Linked DNA regions of Bos taurus: region 1 is linked to region 2. The links are chromatin contacts, called in public Hi-C maps. All regions are on one chromosome and are shown on one strand. Each heading gives the region's core, a stretch centred on a gene start, on an enhancer-like site or on the middle of the called end of the contact. The rest is flanking DNA. Distances are from core to core; before and after follow the strand shown. Region 1 holds the start of FLT1 (fms related receptor tyrosine kinase 1). Region 2 overlaps LOC101904156 (a long non-coding RNA gene).

Evidence for each region. A called contact is a pair of places that touch in the nucleus more often than the background predicts.
Region 1: a contact with region 2 is called in a Hi-C map of skeletal muscle, with 4 times the contacts expected there. The contact joins the promoter of FLT1 here to the enhancer-like site in region 2. A contact is called at or near these places in 2 of 11 Hi-C or Micro-C datasets (blastocyst and skeletal muscle).

Annotation. Positions count from the first base shown.
Region 1 is chr12:31,621,619-31,625,920 of ARS-UCD2.0, forward strand. FLT1 (fms related receptor tyrosine kinase 1) reads left to right here and starts at 2,867. Exons shown (of 30, transcript NM_001191132.4): 1 at 2,867-2,930. The coding sequence starts at 2,867.
Region 2 is chr12:31,492,870-31,497,051 of ARS-UCD2.0, forward strand. LOC101904156 (a long non-coding RNA gene) reads left to right here. Exons shown (of 6, transcript XR_009496708.1): 4 at 407-539. Among named protein-coding and RNA genes, the nearest start is that of POMP, 12 kb to the left of the region's middle. Within about 2 kb of position 2,767, at least 6 of the 102 cell types and tissues checked have an H3K27ac peak or open chromatin away from gene starts, as enhancers often do. A contact at or near this core is called in skeletal muscle, where this site is marked.

The DNA.
Region 1 (4,302 bases), core at 1,617-4,116, 130 kb after region 2:
CCTTCTCCAGGGGATCTTCCCTACCCAGGGATGGAACCCAGGTCTCCCTCATTGCAGGCAGACGCTTTAACCTCTGAGCCACCAGGTGGCCATCGACTATAATTAAAAGCCTGCAATTATCAAAAGGATAGTTGGGAAATTTGTGTGAGATAATTCAATGCAGAATGTTTTTGGTATAAATTAAGTTAGATTCCACTGGGACTCTTTAACCTTAAATCGCTGAGCAATATTCCAGGCTTATATGGGCTTTCAGGTGGCTTATGGGCTTCCAAGGTGGCTCAGTGGTAAACAATCTGCCTGCCAATCAACTCAGGAGATGGAGGAGATGCTGATTCCATCCCTGGGTGGCGAAGATCCTCTGGAAGAGGGCACAGCAACCCACTCCAGTATTCTTGCCTGGAGAATCCCACGGACAGAGGAGCCTGGCGGGCTACAGTCCATGGATTTGCACAGTGGGAACACGACTGAGCGACAGAGCATGTACAATATACTAGTATTGTTGATGGACGTCTGAGGTTATGAAATTGTTTCAGCTGTCCATCAAATAACCCTTCTGGCTTCACAAATAAACTCGATGTAGATTCATTTCTGGCAGCAGGCATGTGGAGGGTTGTGTCTCAAATAGCATTTGAAGGGTTGTAATAAACTGTTATAGATTGTCCTATGGACTGCCCCCCCCCCCACCCCGCCGCCACCAACACACACAACCCCACCCCGGAGTCAGCTAAGTGTCTTTCCTAAGAAACATTCCTGAGCTCTTGGAAAGACCGCCTCATCTCTGTGCCCATCTTGGACTCAAGCTCCCTCCAGCACTGGCATCCTCGAACTGTCATGTTCGTATACTCTTGACGCATCAATCTCCTCTCCAGAACTAAGCCCCTGGGAAGACATCTTCCCATCTCAGCGTTTGGGGCCCTAACACGATGCTCGGCTCCAAGAGGCGCTGTAGAAGGGCGATGCGGAGCCTCTTCTGGGGATAGAGCATGGGACGGACAAGCAGCTCTGAAGTGAGGCAAGGGGGACACCTTGGCTCTGCAGGTGTGTCCCGGACTGTGACCGAGGGTGGAGGGATCAGTCGCAAGAAAGATCAGTTATCAGCCTCTAACCCTGCGATTCGTAATTAACGAAGTGTTCGCGGAATGATACTGCGGTTTTGAAGAAGTCAAGCTTGAGGGAGGAGAAAGAGCCAGGGAGAGGGGAGAGGAGCCCCGGAAAAGCAGCAAAAGTGGAGAAGCGGATAGGCGCGCCCAGGTTCCGCGTGGTCTTTCTCTCCTCGGAGCCGCGTGGGGCTCCGACTCCCGCGCCCCAGCGCTCGGTGCGCTGTTGCCGCGTGGAGCGCCCGCGGCGGGGACCTCTCCTTGCACTGCCATCTACAGGTGTGGCAACTCCAGGTCTGCCTAACCTTGCCAGGCGGGAGGCCGTCCAGTCCTTCAGGAAGAGTCGCTGGCCCCGGGTTTAGGAGCCTTCACACTCCTTTTATCGTGACTATCTGGCAGTTCCAATAGAAGTATTTTTCAAACCAGCGGTATTTACAGGGGCAAGACTGGGCTGCTCCGTGGAGCCTGGGACCGTATCAGCCTATGAGGTAATGGAGACATAATTGGGGAACAAGGTGGAATTAGTGTCATCCCAAATGATTTAGTGCCTCATGTTAATTTCACTGGGTTTTGTTCGAAGAGCAGTGGAGTCACTCGCCTTGCGGAGCAAGCTGCCGTCAGAAAAGATTCTTTTCGAGCATTTCATCAAGTTCAAGCGCTCGGCCCTTGAACGTTGCAGGAGCAGCTTCACGTTTCAGCCTTTGAAAAGGTATCGTAATGTTATTGCTTGTTTTGCTTCTAGAAGCGGCGGGTTTAGGAAATGACTTGGGCGGGTTCATCTGTGAGGCCGAAGACACTGACGCGCTCCCCAGGGACCCCGGCGGCTTCGCGGTCATCTCGAAGGTGCCAGCCAAGCGTCGGGTCCCGCGGGCGTTCCTGACGCGGACCCCTGTGCCCAGGGTGTCCGGCGCCGTCCTAGATGTCTGGGGACAGTCGGGGGAGTCGCGGGGGCGGAGGGGGCGGGCGGCGGGACGGCGCGGTAAGAGCATGGAAACGGGGAGGGAGCCTGCCTGCGCCTCGCCCCTCCGTGCCAAGGACACCGTCTCGGAGGCGCGGCTCGCTTCCCAGGGTCGGACTTTCCGCCCCCGGAGCCGGGCAGTGGAGGGCCAGCCCCGTCCCCTTCCCAGCTTCGGGCGGCCCCCAGGGCTGAGTAAGCCGGGCGGAGAGAGACAGCAAGGATTTCCTGAGAGCGAAGGGGAGGAGGAGGGGAGAGGGGCAGGAGCCCGGAGCCAGGACCCTGAACCTGCAGGTCGGTGCCCCAGGGGCGCCGCCGCCCGCGCCTCCCCACGCGCGCTCCCGCCCCCGCCCGCCGCGGCCCCCGCCCACTCCCGAGCCGTAGGGAGTCAGGTCCCGGAGGAAGAGGGTAGGTGGGGAGGCGGATGAGGGGTGGGGGACCCCTTGACGTCACTGGAAGGAGGTGCCGGGGTAGGAAGTGGGCAGGGGAAAGGTTAAAAATCGCCCCCGCCCTCGGCTCCTCTTCATCGAGGTCCGGTGGAGGCTCGGAGCGCGCCGGAGCGACACTCCTCCTGGCTCCTCCCAGGCGGCGGCGGCGGCGGCGGCTCGGAACCGGCCCCGGGGCTGGAACTCAACGGCCAGAGAACGCCGGGCTCCGAGGATTACCGGGGGAAGTGGCTGTCTCTTGCTGGGGCTGCGGAGAGGGGCGCCCGGGGAGCAGGGCCGGCGGCGGCGGCGGAGCGAGAAGGAACCGGCTGCGGTGGGCGCCAGCTAGGAGCGCGGGCACCGGGCGAGCAGGCCGCGTCGCGCTCACCATGGTCAGCTGCTGGGACACCGGGGTCCTGCTGTGCGCGCTGCTTGGCGGTCTGCTGCTCACAGGTGAGGCGCGGCCGGGCACCCCCCGGGCGGGTTGGGGACAGGGCTCCGAGGGGATCGGGACACTAGTTGCGGTTTAGCCGCCTGGGGCCGTGACGTCCTTTCTCCTCCGGCGGGCCGTCGGGGTGGGCGCCCCCGGAGAGCCGCTATTTGGGGTCCGCGAGCATCGCCGCGCTCGGCTCCGCGCTGAGGCGGCCCCTTGGCGCCTGGAGACCTCCCGCAAGCCAACTGACCCCCACCCCGGTTCTGGGCTCAGGGAGTGCCGTGAGCTCGGACCTGCCAGACATCCAGAGCCTGTTCCCAGAGGGCCTGGCCGGGTCCGCCGGGGTCCCCCCGGAACAGCGGCTCCGAGGATGCCTGCGAGGCTGCCCGGGGGCTGGGCGATGTTGGGCACTGACGGCGACGTAGCGTCTCCCGAGGGAAGGAGGTGAGCCCTTGGGGAGGGGATCGCGTGCCCGGCGGGAGCACACAGATCCCAGGAGATGGCGACGGCTGGTACCCTTCGAGCCACTCAGGGCTCCCGAGCCCGCGCGTCTCGGGGAACGTTCCCCGGCGTCGACTCTTCGCCGCCGCTCGTTACTCGCGGCGCCTGAGCGCGCTGCGCGCAGCCAACCGGAGTGGAAACTCGGCCAGGGGTCTACTCGCCCAGGTCGCTGACCTGAGTGACCTTGACCGCCGACGGCAGTTGAGGACCCAAATCCAGTTAAGTTTCAGAATTGCAAGTCTAGTTTTTTAAGTTCTGAAAGGAAACGATTTGGAACAAAAGATGCGATTTGAGGAATCGGTGAGGTCCGCGCCTTTGCCCGGTGTTGGGGAAACTGGCGGCGGGACCAGAAGGTTGCCCCCGGGTTAGTGTGGAGGTAGCCCCCAGCGGGGCGCCAAAACTCTAGGGCATTTAGGGGCTCGAACTCGCCGTTTCGGCTCAGTGGCCAAGATCCCTAGTTCAGCCTCGGTGGGCGCAGGGAGCCAGGTTTTGGAGCGCCTGGCTTTTAATCGTCCTGGGGCAAAGATACAGTGTGAACTAAAATGCAGTAACATAAAATAAGTTATTGCAAAGATTCTTGAGAAGGAAAGCGAGAGGGCTGGCATATATATTTTTTAATGTTTGTTAAACTCAAAAGGTAGTAACAGTTAAATATTCTTTCTCAGTGGGAAGACTAGTAATCCTTCAGTTTCTAAATAACAAGTAATGCTTCCAGTTAGATGGATGAAACTGTTAAACCGACAGGCAAAACGGATTCGTAATTGGAGAGAACGCGCTCTAAACTGGAAGTGTTGCTAAAACAACTATATTGAGTGGAGTACTGCTTTTTTACCTCAAAAATACATTTGGGGGTTTGCAAAGTCACGATATTTTGAAATATAATTGCTTGGA
Region 2 (4,182 bases), core at 1,517-4,016:
CCAGTTCTAATGGGTTTGTAGCTATTAGGTGTCAACCAACAATCAAGCAGTTGTTGGTAACAATACCATGAAATAATTTCTAATACTGTAACAACCGCGCTTCCTCACTTCACCATTCTGCCATACTGCTGCCCATTAAAGTAAACTAAGCAAAACAAAGTAATTTGCTGATTCAGTGCATTCCTAAACCATGATTTGGGGAGTATCTGATGTTTGGAGTATTTGCATTATGGCTCTCCCAACCGTGAGAGGATTTGTTTTCTGTAAGATTTCCTGGAGTCCTGGGATAGTTGTTGCACACTGCAATTAAATTCAGTCTTGTGTAGGGTTCTGAAGAATGATTGAACCAACAACAACCAAAAAACCCTCTTCAGCATGAATATTCTGTCCTGTCTGCATTTATCAGGGTCACTGTCTTTGCTTCAGGACCTTCTTCCTTCCACCCTCACAGCATGAGCCTGTGGACTGCCTGCTGAGGAACATCCTACTGAGAAGAACCTCCAGATCATTCCGTGAGATGGTAGCAGAAAGGAACCAAGGTGAAAAGAGGGGTGGTGTGGGGAACTTCCCTGGCGAACCAGTGGTTAAGACTCTTCTTCCCCTGCAACCGGTGTGGGTTTGATCCCTGGTTGACTGAATGGCGTGGCCAAAAAGCAAAAATAAAAAAAAAAGATGGTGTGAGATTCCCTCAACCTTCTGGTAATTGACTTGGCTTCTGGTAATTGATTTAGGGTCTTGGATACATATCCTTCCTTAAAACAGTTCCCACAGAATGCCAGACCCTGTGTTGAGACCTCTACCTGTGTTCAAACCTTTCAAATTAAACATTATTAATAATTGCCATTTTGCAAATGAGCAAATTAAGACTTAGAAACTTTCACTGCACTGACTGTCATAAGTCAGTGACAAAATCAGTTTGTCAGGTTCTAGAGCTCAAGCTCAGCATTTTGCTATACTTCCTGAGTAGAAAATTCAGCCACAGTGCCCTTTAAAAAACCCCAGAAATCACAATCTAGCCACATGCAAAATAAGTATTGGTTGAAAGTTTTCATAAAAAGTAGCAAAGATTTTGAAACTGTTTGGAGGGGACACATAGGAGACAAATGAACTATCATTTCTCTTTAAGTGGTATTTATGCAGCATTTATAGTGCTCACCTGATAGCAGACTGGGAACAACCGGATATTGCACTATCTAAGGTTGCTTTGGCTGATTACAGAGGCCTCATAGAAGGAGGGACCACCATTACACAAACCCACCTCTTACAGGCCACCACCAAGTGAACTGAATGTATTTCCATCTCATCCTGTTCTCACATGTCAGTCCACAAATGACTTAGCTAGTATCACTGACTGAAAACCCAAATCTGAAGGTACTTAGAGGAAAAAAAAGACATGCTCTACAGCCCATTTCTTCCCTCCTTTATTGAAGCTAGCATTAAAATCAACAATATAAGAGGTGCATTGCACTTGGAAGCACTGCATTCCAGGATGGTCATAGAGCACCTCCTCAGTGCTATAATGATGACATATGGCCACACACACACACACAGAAGGCAAGCTCAAAAGATGGTCTTTCCCCAAAACCTCTAAGTAAGATTGAAAGACATGCCCCCCAAATGCCATTCACTTGATTCATGTACTGTCTTCAATCAAATCTCAGCATTCCATTCTAAACACGAAGAATATATTTTTAGTGTCAATAAGTAAAGTTCCCAGCTCTCAATGTGAGGGGTGGGAAGCCTTTATCTTGGTGGGGGTTGGGCAATGGAGACCTCCTAGCCTCCTTCAAATAGCCACTGAATCCCTTAAAGTGAAAGTACTGGTTACTTAAGCAAATAAAACAAACAGCAATCCTTTGATCTTTAGGAAGCTCTTTCTTGTTAAGGTAACATTCTGTCTGACTTTTATGTTTCAGCATTCATTGTATATTTAATTATTTTTAAAAGTTTTGTTTTAAACGATTACGCTTTTTTCGTAAGTTAAGATAAACACAGGCATGCTTTGTTAAAGATTAAAAATAAATCTCACACGAAACTGCAAAGTTGGCAAAGATAATACCACATGGGGTCGGTATGTTCCAAAACACGATTCTCACGGGGCCCCTCTGAACACACTGAATTAGAATTTTTGTTCTAAAAAGTTTCAGGAAGCCCCTGACTCTAACCCACCCTTTCCTGAAACTGGTGAAAGTATGAGAAAAAATAATTACCACTCAAGTGAAAAAAGAAGAGTCTCAACACTTTAGGGAGGCATGTTTTGTCTTTCTTTTAACTTGTTACTGTGTTCAAAAATACCTTGTGATAGCTTTCAGACAGGGAACACACTGGGATAGCAATATTAAAAGAAGGATGTTTTTCATCCTTCAATGGGTAAGTTATCAAATGACTGCTTTTAATTCAACTTGAGAGTAATTACTAGATCTTACTACACTGGAAACATCACTCACCCCTATTTGAGTTTGATTGTAACCTTTTATAAATAAGGGTTCCCTTTTGGAAATAGCAAAATAGAGACAGGTTTTCCTTGCCGCCTCATTTTTCAGGCTTATTCCCCAGAATCTTTGACTGTTCACTTCCTCTTCCATTTTATTCTTTCTTTTTATTCCAATACATCTCTTGCTGCAATTGGGAGGGTTGAATCCATCATGGATTCTGGACCAGGACGTCTGAGATGTTAATGCAGTTCTTGGGGCAGACAGTAGGTGGCATTGAAAAGCCGTGCCTCAGCCAGCCATCTTTGCTGGAAATCACATCAGAAGTGTGAGCAGTCTGATGTAATGCGACAGGAGAGAGAGATAGACAGGAGCCAGAAATCGTGGGTGTCTACTCCTCCCTTAGACACCCATGCTTATGACTAGGATCCCTCTTACTTACTTTCAAATGGAAAACTATTCTACCCCAGTTGAAAAAATTGAATATTCAGATCCAGTGAACACGTTGCAGAAGGTTTTTTTTACTTTCTCAATGCCCAAGATGTTCCAGCTTGTAATGTGCCATTGCTGTTTGCTAAAACTAAACAAAGAAGTACACATGTGAATTCAATAACGTGTTTATGTTTAGAATTACAGGAGTCCTCTATAAATCTAGCCTCAGATTTCTGGAAGGAAATATTTTCCATAGGGAATAACGAATATAAAGGTTTTCTAGGGTTTCTCTAAGAGAAAAGTTAGGAAGAGCATTGCCCAAAGATGTCAAGTGCAGCTAGAACTATGGAACTCAGCTCAGAGTGGAATGCGATAAGCCATCAGAAAGGAATGTGATCTGGGTTTGCTGGAATGAAGTGGGGTTTATTAGTTATTCTTTCCCAGGACCGAAAATTGACAATTGGTTGGCCTAGATGAAATTGTTGCTATTTGGACAGGCTTGTGGGAATTAGGAGAAAGACTTAGAAAGCCAGAAGTTCAAGCACATTATTGTTCTGGCATTGGGCCACTGCAGTCTGTGAAAAATAGAACTAAAAGCAAATTAATTGAGGGTTACATCTTCATAAAAACTAAAATTATATAATCTTGGAATTAGAGATCATGTGTTCTAACCTCTCTCCAAAAACAAATATCCCCAGAAGAACATCTTTGAAAGACAACCTTCAAGACATTTTCTGGGACACTTTGAAGAAAAGAGTTCTAATGGCTTTTCAGAATACCCCACTCCATTCCCGAACCCCTGATTTTAGCACTCCTTGAACCATGGTGAGGAGCCTGGAACATGCAAACATATTTTTGGAGGGCTATGAATTCTAAATGAGATGTGCAAATTTTTGTCTTTTCATTTAGACAACAACTGAAAGAGAATGAATATGTAAACATGCTACAGTGACCATTTTTTTCTACTTAGTAAACTTTCTGTTTATGATCAGTTTTAGGTTTACAGGGAAATTGAGTGAAAAGTATAGACATACCCTATACCCCCTGACTCCTCCACCTCCAGTTTGCATATGACTAATATCTTACATTAGTGTAGCACATTCATTTGTTGAGCCAACATCAGTGCATTATTATTAATTAAAGTCCATACTTTCTACTAGGGTTTGTTCTTTGTGTTATACATTCTAGAGGTTTTGTTTTTTAATTTATTTTATTGAGGTATAGTTGATTTACAGTGCGTTAATTTCTGCTCTACAGTGATATGATTCAGTTATACATATATACGGAGAAGGCAATGGCACCCCACTCCAGTACTCCT